Linked DNA regions of Mus musculus: region 1 is linked to region 2. The links are chromatin contacts, called in public promoter capture Hi-C maps. All regions are on one chromosome and are shown on one strand. Each heading gives the region's core, a stretch centred on a gene start, on an enhancer-like site or on the middle of the called end of the contact. The rest is flanking DNA. Distances are from core to core; before and after follow the strand shown. Region 1 has its middle 92 kb from the start of Lnpk. Region 2 holds the start of Chrna1os (cholinergic receptor, nicotinic, alpha polypeptide 1 (muscle), opposite strand).

Region 1 (5,101 bases), core at 600-3,099, 900 kb before region 2:
CCTGAGATGCCTTTAAAAACCCCATCTGTAGCCAAAGTGTTATTCACTCAGATAAGTGGTTGTGGTACCTCTGTGGGTACAAAACTTTTACAGACTTAGGCTCATTCTTTAATTTAATCTTGCTTCCCGGGCCTCCATGTGGTGCTAATGCTGCAAGTCTCGGAGGAGCTGGTTACCCAGCCTGGTAGACAAATCAACAAAAGCAACGAGTTCCTAAATCTGCGGCACAGGCTATAAACTCTCAATGTGTTCTCATCTGCTGGAAAGGGCATTCAATCTCCAGCAGACACGTACTTTTCTTGTATTTACAGGTTCAGCCCAAACATTAATGGGAAAATTCCATTTCTCAATAAGGTTAAACATACCTCGTACGGGAGCCCAGAGCTGGGCTTGGCTCTTCATCCAGAGAACATTGTAGCTTCGTTCCCTCTTATTTTCCTTGTATGTCTTGGTCTCTTAGAGCTTAATTTTATTTACTTGCAAAATGAAGGGGAAAAAAATTGGAAAGACTTACAGTGGAAAATGTCTTTATAGACTCTTCCATTGAGTAGGCAGCCAAAAAACCTAAATCAATTAATAAGCAATCAAATTTACTTAATGTTATAAATTGCTCAGGGAAGCCCTGTGGCTGTTGGTCTGAGTTGCTAAGGAGTTGGAAGAGGGTAAAGCAGCATATTTTTGTAGGAAGTTTTGTAGGAATACACTGGCATAGGGGCTGCTATTGAAATCCTATTCAGACGCAACATTATTTTTTGTTAAATAGTTGAATCAATTCAAACATCTGGACAAACGTAAGAGTTTTTTAAAAATGTCATGGACTAAATGTTTCACATATCTTCTCACTCTTTGATGGCACTAGACTGGAAAACAATTTGGAGAAAACAAATTTTTATGAAAATGCTGGAGATGAATATGCAAAACCTAGCTGATGATCTTTCCAGGGCCGACGCCCAGTGAGAACTTCAGGGAGGGAAGTAAGTGAGAGTTTGGACTTTCTCGAGGGATCCCTAGGTAATTGTGATGTGCAGCCATGGCTAGCTGGGGAACCACAGACCCGGGGCCTACCAGCTGCTCTTCATCTCCATGGCAACAGGGGAAGAAGCAGGCATTAACTGTGGCACTAAGTATTTAGGGTGATGTGAGTTTGTGTTTAATTACTAGATTTGCATTTGCCGTTATAACCCGTTAGTGGCTATCTTCTCTGTGGCCTGTGCCTACGATCTGGGTAAGCTGCCTCCTGGTGAATGCTTTTGGTTATAGAGTCTTATAGGCATTTACAAAACACACATAAAGGAGCGTTATATTAGAAACCAATATAACTTTTTCTCTAGGGACTCATACTGTTAAAATTAGAGCATAGAACATAGATCTAATTTTAAGTATAAACAATGGAATAAAGTAGAACAGTGTATAAGTCAATATAATATGCCCAGATACACATTAAAGAGCAGTGCTTAGCAAGCCTTGACTATTACAATGCATATTTAATCTAATCCTGGTGTGCGTTGCTGGGACCAAACTGGAAAGAGAGTGTATTTGACTTTATTAGACATTAGAGTTCTCTGTCGCTTGTTCTCAAAACTCTCCTTCCCTTGAGTTTATGGAAAGAAGTGTGCTTTTCCTGTAACGTCGGGCATCATGGAGGAAGGTTAACATTAATACTGTGCATACAGTTTTCCCTCTGAACATTTTATATTTTGTTTGCTTGTTTCCTGCTCTCCATTTACAGAGATGTCTGCTCCTCCCACAGAATCACATTAGATTTCTTTTTCCCTCCTGTCAAGAGAAGGTTTTGCCTAAGTCAACTCTTCTCCCCAAGCTCCCTGTGCACGAGGCTTTATAAAGTCCTTCAGTACGCCTCTGTTATTTATCAAAACCATGACGATACGGAATGTATTAAAGCTGGAACATTGCTCAATTTCATCTTTTTTTTTTTCTTTTTCAAATCAGGAAGTGTCTTTAAACAAAACCGAGTGTTGACTACATGTTGTGTGTGCATCCCCTGATCCATCTTAGGGAAGAAATGCTTATCTTACTACCTGAAGTCCATGCAAATCACGGGGGGAAATTAAAGAATGATTACATGGCTTCATAACCAAGTTTAGTTGTGCAAATAGACTTAAAGTCATTTTTAAAGATCTGGAATTCAACTTTCTCAATTGTGGTCTTGAATAGGCAGGAAGACAAACATTGCTTACAATCTATAGTGGCTTTTTTTTTTTTCGTAAAACTGTGAGGAAGGAAACCACACATTACTTGAAAATCTTTTACAATTAGAAAACATTGTAAAATCAGTGTTATATATGCTGTAGAAAACCAGGGAAACACAATTTAAAAAAAAAGAAAAGAAAAGTAGAAAAAAAAAACCCCAAGCTTCATTTCTAAAGGGTAGAACAGTTGATACTTTTAACAGAATTATGAATTATAAAAATAGATTAATAACTCAGAAAGGTCTTATAGGAGATTAAAGTTATTTTTCCTATCATGTTACTATTTGATAATATATTTAATAGCAGAATGCCCTAAATGGACATTGTAGGAATTTAAGTAAGAATTCCTAACAATTATTTTGTGTTTCAACTAAGCCAAATCGGCACTTACTCTTCCCTCGCCAGTGCTGGAGAGCTGCCCTCAGGAGGCAATCAGTTATTTATCACAGAATCATTTCCTGGGACGATACTGTGGGTTAATGGTGTTGCATCAGTAATATTGTGAAATGTCTACAGACCAATGTTATGAAAAAAATCAAAATTTCAAGTGTTAGGTACATTGTCTGAAATATGTCTTCAAGGATTAAGAAGCATATGCTACAAAACACACTGTAAAGCACCATGTGAACGAAGTGAGCGCTAAGCTCTTGAGTCTGGTCGCGCTCTACAGTTTTCTGCAGGTCAGACATTGCTGTAGTGCATATCTTTCATTGTAGTGCATATCATTCAAAATGGCATTTTGAAATCAAAATCCACAACACAAGTTAACAGGCTGCATCGTTTCCTGGGTACCATACGTGGGATGCAGAGGAAGAGATTTAGAGCACCAAGCATCTTCAGACCATTTCCTGTGTTTCTAATCACATGGCAGCTGTTTGTGCCATAATAGTCTGCCCTGAGTTTTATAGAAGCAACATTTTTTAATTGAGTGCTTTGAAGAGACTTCAGAACCATGTAGAGAGCCGAATAGGGGCCCTCTGTGTGGCGGGGCTGGCTTGTAACACAGTTTGAAATGGTTTTCAGGCACAGTCACGGCCCTCCCTTTCGGCTCCCTCCTTTCTCAGGAATCAGTGCCCAGGCATCAACACTCCTGAAATGCTTTGGATAAAACCCATTTATGCAAAAATAACATTGGGAACCAGAGGTAGCAGGAGCTGTCTCTCTTGTTCCCTTCCCCAGCCTCAGCAACAAAAGGGTCACCAGAAACCACCGCAGGTATGGCTCTGTAGGTGAAAACTGTCTGGGTCGGGCAGCCTCACTCTTTTACTGCTCGCTGTGAAAGTTTTCTGGAGGGCACAGCACTGATTGCCAACGACCTTTCCTTTAATGACAGAACTCACAAAACGAGCTCGGGTATTTCTTTACTTTGGTAGAAGCAGATAGTGAAACAGAGGGAGGAGCTTACACTATAGAACATGAGTTGTTTTACTGCCATAGAAAACCCATTTGATCGTCAGTATTTATGGTCCCACATCTTGAATTCAGCCAACCGAGAACTGCAAATATTTTTAAAAAGTGTATCTGTATTGAGCAATACAGACATTTTGTTCTTACCATTCTTCTCTAAAGAATTTATTACAACAATGATTTACATAGTATTTGTGTTGAGTTAGACACTGTAAGCCACGCAGGGATGACTTGTGATCCTACAAACTGAAGTAGGTAGGTCATATGCAAATATATCGTTTTATATGAACAACTTAAGCATCACATATTTCAGTATATATGGGGGGTGCAGGTCTTGCAATCCATCCCTCACAGATATGGAAGGATGACTGCACTGCAGTTCTCCCAGTGAGCTGGTTGAGAGGAGAAAACATGAGTCAGATCTTGGAAGAGAGGGACAAAGGAATTTTTCAGAGGCCATTCAAGGGCTTGGGCTGTCTGGTACAATGGCTTTGTGCCACTCATGATCACAGGTGTGTCGTCTGGTCAGTGGTCAGTTTTACAATAGGGACATCAGAGAATCACAGAGTCCTTGAACTGAAGAAGAGACTCTGGATGCTTGGCTTCCGTCTTGGAACTCAGGGTTCAAGGGTCACTTGTCAGTTGTGAATGCTTTCTCCTAACAGACCTGCAAATCCATTCAGCACAGCGAGATAGGTGCTTCTCTGTGTATGAGACAAAGCTCACCCTCCATTGACAGCCAAGCTCTGGTGACCGAGGTAAAGTCATAGTAGCTGTTGAGAAACCATTGATCATTATTTTTAAAGATCAAATTCTTAATTAATACATGGTAATTCATATACTTACAAGGTACATTGTGACATTTCAATACACATAAATGATCATTTCTCATTTTTTGTGTGTGTGTTTGGAAAGTTAAAAATCCTTTCTGTTATCTTTTTTGAATTATAATCATTGCCAAGTCTAGCTCCTACTTTGTTGTAGGATTTTAGGTACCTAGCAACCAACCTCAATCCCAGGAACCCACAGAGAAGAGAGAACAAACTTATTTGTGTTGTCCTTGGGCTTCCACAGGTTTGCCATGGTGTTTTACATGCAAGAACATGTGCATGTGCGCACATACACATAAACATATATCATTAAATAATAATGTTCTTAAAATGGAGAATTGGCATACATGACTTTCTATATTTCAAACAGAATTATATAAGATGCTGTGGATTCAAAATTTCTTATTATATTTAAAAATATCATTAGTAAGTTTTAAATTTTTCTTTTACATTTAACAGTGCACCTTAATTTTCTTTTTATATTAGTAAATCACTATTTTGTGATTGAATAGTATCTACATGGAATAATATATCTTAATTTGTTTAAAGATTTTTTTTTTTTGAGACAGAGTTTCTTTGTGTAACCCTTACTGTCATGGAACTCCCTCTATAGACCCAGGATGGCTTTGAATGCAGAGATGCATCTGCTTTGCC
Region 2 (5,051 bases), core at 982-3,481:
TCCCCACACAGCTCAGGTCCTTCTCGGACCTAGCGAACCCCCCCAGCCCCCCCCCCCCCAGTCATTGTCATTCACTCTGGTCTCCCCCAGCAGGCAGGCAGTCGCAGTCCTGTTTTTGCAGATGGCAGTTACTGAGACTCTGCAGGGCACTCTTCGGTTGCCACAGGAGACTCCCTCTTCTTGGTTTGTGCCTGATCCAGGGACTATGAAGAGCCAGCCGGAACAGTACTTTCCCATCAAAGCATTTCCTGCATTATCCAAGGGGCCAGACCCAGCTATAATTTCTAGTCACTGGTGTCCTAGTTAGGGTTTCTATTGCTATGATAAAGTGCCATGACCAAAAGCAACTTGAGGACAAAAGGGTTTGTTTCAGCGTAGGGTTCTGCATACAATAGTGCATTTTCAAAGAGAATACTGACAGGAACTGACACAGAGCAAGAACTCAAGGCAGGAGCTGATTGGTGCAGAGGCCATGGATGGGTGCCATTTACTGGCTTGCTCCTATGGCTTGCTCTGCCTGCGCTCTGGATGCTAACCCAGGAACATCAGAACTGGCATCAGAAACGTCCCATTCTGGAGCCGGGGAGATGGCTCAGTGAGTAAAGTACTTGCCACACAAGAAAGAGGACCTGGTTTCAGATCATTAGCATCCACATAGGCATCTGGGCATGGTGCCCTGTGTCTGTAATCCCAGAGCCGGGGAGGTAGAGACAGATGAACCCATGCAGTTTGCTGACCTGCCAATCTAGCTTAATCGTTGAGTTCCAGGTTTAGTAAAAGACCCTATCTCAAGGAAGGTGTGACTAGGCATGGTGGCACACAGCATTAATGCCAGCGCCCCAGAGGCAGAGTCAGGTGGGTCTCTTTGAGTTCAGGGCCAGTCTGGTCTACAAAGCGATATCCAGAACAGCCAGAAGAAAGAAAGAAAGAAAGAAAGAAAGAAAGAAAGAAAGAAAGAAAGAAAGAAAGAGAGAAAGAAAGAAAGACAGTGAAGAGTGATTGAGAAAGCTGGCCTTCAATTGCCCAACATACATATATACATACATACATGTGTACACACAGACCACACACATGAACATATATACACACAAAGAAACATCAAATTCTGGCTTGTCTGCAACTTGTAGTCTAAGTGAACTCGGACACATCACAGGTAACTGATAAATTATTTCTCTGGCGGAGAAATGAGCCAATTCAAGCCAGATTAGCGATATTTATAAAGGCAGGTTTATTGGGAAACTGCACACAGGAGAGATCACTGGTTCCAAGAAATGAGGCCAAGTCGCCATGGAGAGGGAGACAGAGGGGGTGGGGGGAGTGGAGGAGGGAGGAAGAGAAAGAGAGAAAGCTCGCACAGAGAAAGGGAGAAAAGAGAGAAGGGCGGAGAGCGGAATGTCTGATTCATAAAGGGAAGAGCCTCTGGGGGGAGGGGAAGCCCAACCTCTGGGCTGGGAAGTTTAGAGTAGAGGGCATGCTTTGCCAGGTAGGTACTGAGGGATGCTGGGAGAACCCGGAAGCCAGGTCCACTTTGGTATGTTAAATATTCAGCCCAGTTTCTTGTTCTGGGTCTGAATCCCAACAGTAACACCACTCCGCTGAGGAGAGCGAAAAGGGAGACGTCAGGACTCTCTCCCTGACTCAGGGATGATGTCCTCTTCCGCTCTCAGAAAGGGAGAGCTTGTAACTAGATAGGACCGCCATGCCTACTGCTGTGAACCACAGCTCCAAGACTCAGAGGCCGCGAAAGAATCGAAGAATCTGGCTTGTGTCTCATAGGAAGCACTGTGTGATCCATTTGATCACAAAACTATCAACTTGAAGTGCATGGTTCAGAGCTTGTCTGTGTGTTTGGGGGTGGAGGTGAGTCTGATAGCACAGCACATACCTGTAAATATAAACACTCAGGGAATGAGGCCGGGGAATTGCAGATTAGCTTGGAGCATATAGAAAGACCCTGTCTGACAACAAAAATTCCAAACAATAACAAAATAGAATTTAAAAGTCCGAGCATTTCCGACAGACCAAGATAAAGGCAGATTCCTGGATAAGATTTGTCGGCCTTGGGAAAAAAAAAAAAACAAACCGTCAAATTCATTGCAGCCAGCTCTCCGACTGTTCAGTTCCTCCGGACTTCATGCCGCACAATGTCAGGAGCTGAGCTGGACTTTTGCTGAGACCCTTCTGAGGGGAGTCCTAGGCTGGCTTGCTTGGTGTTTCCGCTTGTGGATAGCAAAAGGCTTCAGAGCCCCGCGGGGGGGGGGGGGGGGGGCGGCCCTTTCAGAGAGGGCTCTGCGGCTGGATCACCACTTCAATGACCGTCTGTTGCCACCTGCTGGCCGCTGGGCTGCTGCACAGCACTGCACAAGGATGTTTCACGGGTTGAGGGGCGGGGGTGGGGGTGGGGGCTCCTAGGAGCCCCAAATGTGGTGGCACAGGACTTTTATCCCAGAAGTAGGTGAGTTCAAGTTCAGTCTTGTCTGCATAGCTAGTTCCAGGCTAGGCAGGGACCCCGTCTCAGTTAAAATAAAATTAAAATTCGGGTGGGACATAGGCAGCACTAATTAGGTTGGGTTGTAATTTTGTTTAAAAGAATAGGATGTGAATTTGGGAAGAGGATGGGCACAGGAGGAGTTGAGGGTGGGGGTTGGAAGTAGGTGTAACCTAAATACATTGTATACATACATGAAATTATGTAACAATATAATATAAAAATCTAATAAAGAATAAACTTTGTAATATGTGAATGGGGATAGAAGTGACAGATCCACTGTAATCCGTTCATCAAACCATGAAACTCAGTGAAACTCAGCTTTTGATTGCTTCTGTATCATGTCGTTTGATGAGCTTTTATAGATATGTTCTCTTTCATTCATTCACTAGTCAGTCATAAACACTTTGGAGGGACCCAGAATGGCACTGGCGTTATTGATAGAATGAGGGTCACATTCTCATTGTTGCCTCAAATAAAAGCAAGCAGTACAATCTATCCTAGTCTATTATTATTTTGATACAGGTCTGACAATAGCCTGGGCTGACCTGGAACCAGTAATCCTCTTGCCTCAGCCTCTGCAGTGGTGGGATTCCAGGCTGAGCTACCACACCCTGCCACTCTACTCTTGAATTATAATTTACTTCCACTTACCCCTCAGCAACAACGACTTACTGACTCTCCATCCTCCACAGGCTGAAGCAACAACCAAGAGCAAAGAGACCCAGGCATGACTCTTGTCACTGTAAAGTCCAGTAGAAGAGACAGATGTTGATCAACTGCAGAATTGACATCACAGTGCAATGTGGTAGGGTCAAAGGAACAGTTCCAATAAAAGGGGCCTCAGAGACCTCCTAAGTTCTAGATAGAGACTCAGGCTATTTGGTATGCACTGAAGTTACTTAAGCACTTCTGCCTTGGGGGGAGTGTAACCCAGTGGGCTGATCTGTATGTATAAAGATTCTCACCGCATGATTTTTTTATACAAGCTAATGCACACGGAGATATAAAGAAAGCTGCCCAAGTATCCAAAGATAAGAGTTGCTTAAGCAAATTATGGTATACTAAAAAAAAAAAAAAATCTAGAGCCACTGGATACGTCTCTTTTCTTCCTGCTCTTGGCTACACACTCACTGTTACTGGATCATTGTGATCTTCATGCAAATACGTTGTGAATTCTCCTCTTGAAAATAAGAAGGCCCCACCTCAATTTTTCCCCTACATCCCTCACTGTCTCCCACACGCCTCTTTGTCACCCTTTGCAAAGGTGCATCCCCAATTCTGCCCCCTCCTAAATCTGCTCTGGCCAGGACGCTGTGTGTGTCAAAGTCACCAGTGGTCTCCATGTCACTAAGTCCCACACTCATGTCACATGTGGTCCACTAGCAGTGCCAACACAGCCTCCCAGGGTCCTAACTGTCCCCTGCTCAGGTCCTCCTTCGGGCCCCCAGAGCTGTTCTGCCTTTCATTTTCCTCCCGTGTCTGGCTTCCTCTTTCCCAGTCTTCATTGCTCCCTCCTCCCTCCTCCCAAGCTTTGAATGTTCATTTTCTTCTCTACCTGCATTCACACCTTTAACCTGATCCATTCAAAGCTTTATCTATTTTACTTGTTTTTTAAAAGCTTTTGTCTTTAAATTGTTTATTGTGCTTATTTATGTATGTGTTTACCTGAATATGATATATGAACTGACTCATGTGCTAACACATATGTGCAGGTCTGAAGAACTTACAGGGCTCAGTTTTCTTTCCTCCATGTGGGTCCTGGGGATTGAACTGATCCATTTCATTGGCCTCATTCATTCATTCATTCATTCATTCATTTGGTGCTGGAGATGGAACCCAGTGCTTGCTAGGCAAGCCTTCCACTAGGAGCCACTCCCAGCCCCAGCCCTGACCTTCTTCAACCAGAGCTGTTGTAGCGCAAAGCCCTCTTTCCATGTTATTTATTCCTTACTCTTTGGAAATTGAAGCAGAAGACTCCGAATCTCCAGATTTGTTTCTCATCTGCTCTCATCTCTACCTTGTCCCGACTTGCTAAGCAATGCCAGTGAGTCCCAGAGAGAGTCTCCAGGACCCAGGAGAGACATCTTACCCTTCTAGCCTCTGCACAGCTGAGTGCCACCCCATGGCAGCCTTGGCTTTGCTTGGGACATCCTGGATCTTTGAGTGACTGTGGAGGAGTGTACCCCACTACCCTACTCCCACTCAGAAATCCATGAATGAAAACAAAACATTTGTTTATTATGAACAGCTATAGAAATTTTGGGGATTATTTGTACAGTAACTAGGGATGATTAACACACAACTCTAGAGGTTGGAGAGATTACTCTGCGGTCAAGAGCACCTGGTCCTGCAGAGGACCCAGGTTTGGTTCCCTTCACCCACCTGATGGCCCACAATCATCCATGACTCCAATCCAGGGCATCTGATGCCTTCTTCTGACTTCCGCAGGCACCAGGCACACACACGGTACACAGACATACACATAATCAAAATGCTCGTACACGTAAAATAAAACAAATAAATCTAAATGGTGCTTTTTAAAGAAAAACAATTAAAAATT

Evidence for each region. Promoter capture Hi-C pulls out the DNA fragments that hold promoters and counts their contacts.
Region 1: a promoter capture Hi-C map of the HPC-7 cell line shows a contact between it and region 2, with 5 times the contacts expected there. The contact joins the enhancer-like site here to the promoter of Chrna1os in region 2. A contact is called at or near these places in 8 of 39 promoter capture datasets (the C10 cell line, the HPC-7 cell line, HPC-7-derived erythroid cells and 4 more).

What each region holds. Positions count from the first base shown.
Region 1 is chr2:74,484,614-74,489,714 of GRCm38.p6, reverse strand. No RefSeq gene overlaps it. Among named protein-coding and RNA genes, the nearest start is that of Lnpk, 92 kb to the left of the region's middle. Within about 2 kb of position 1,849, at least 8 of the 459 cell types and tissues checked have an H3K27ac peak or open chromatin away from gene starts, as enhancers often do.
Region 2 is chr2:73,582,040-73,587,090 of GRCm38.p6, reverse strand. Chrna1os (cholinergic receptor, nicotinic, alpha polypeptide 1 (muscle), opposite strand) reads right to left here and starts at 2,231. Exons shown (of 2, transcript NR_153820.1): 1 at 2,084-2,231.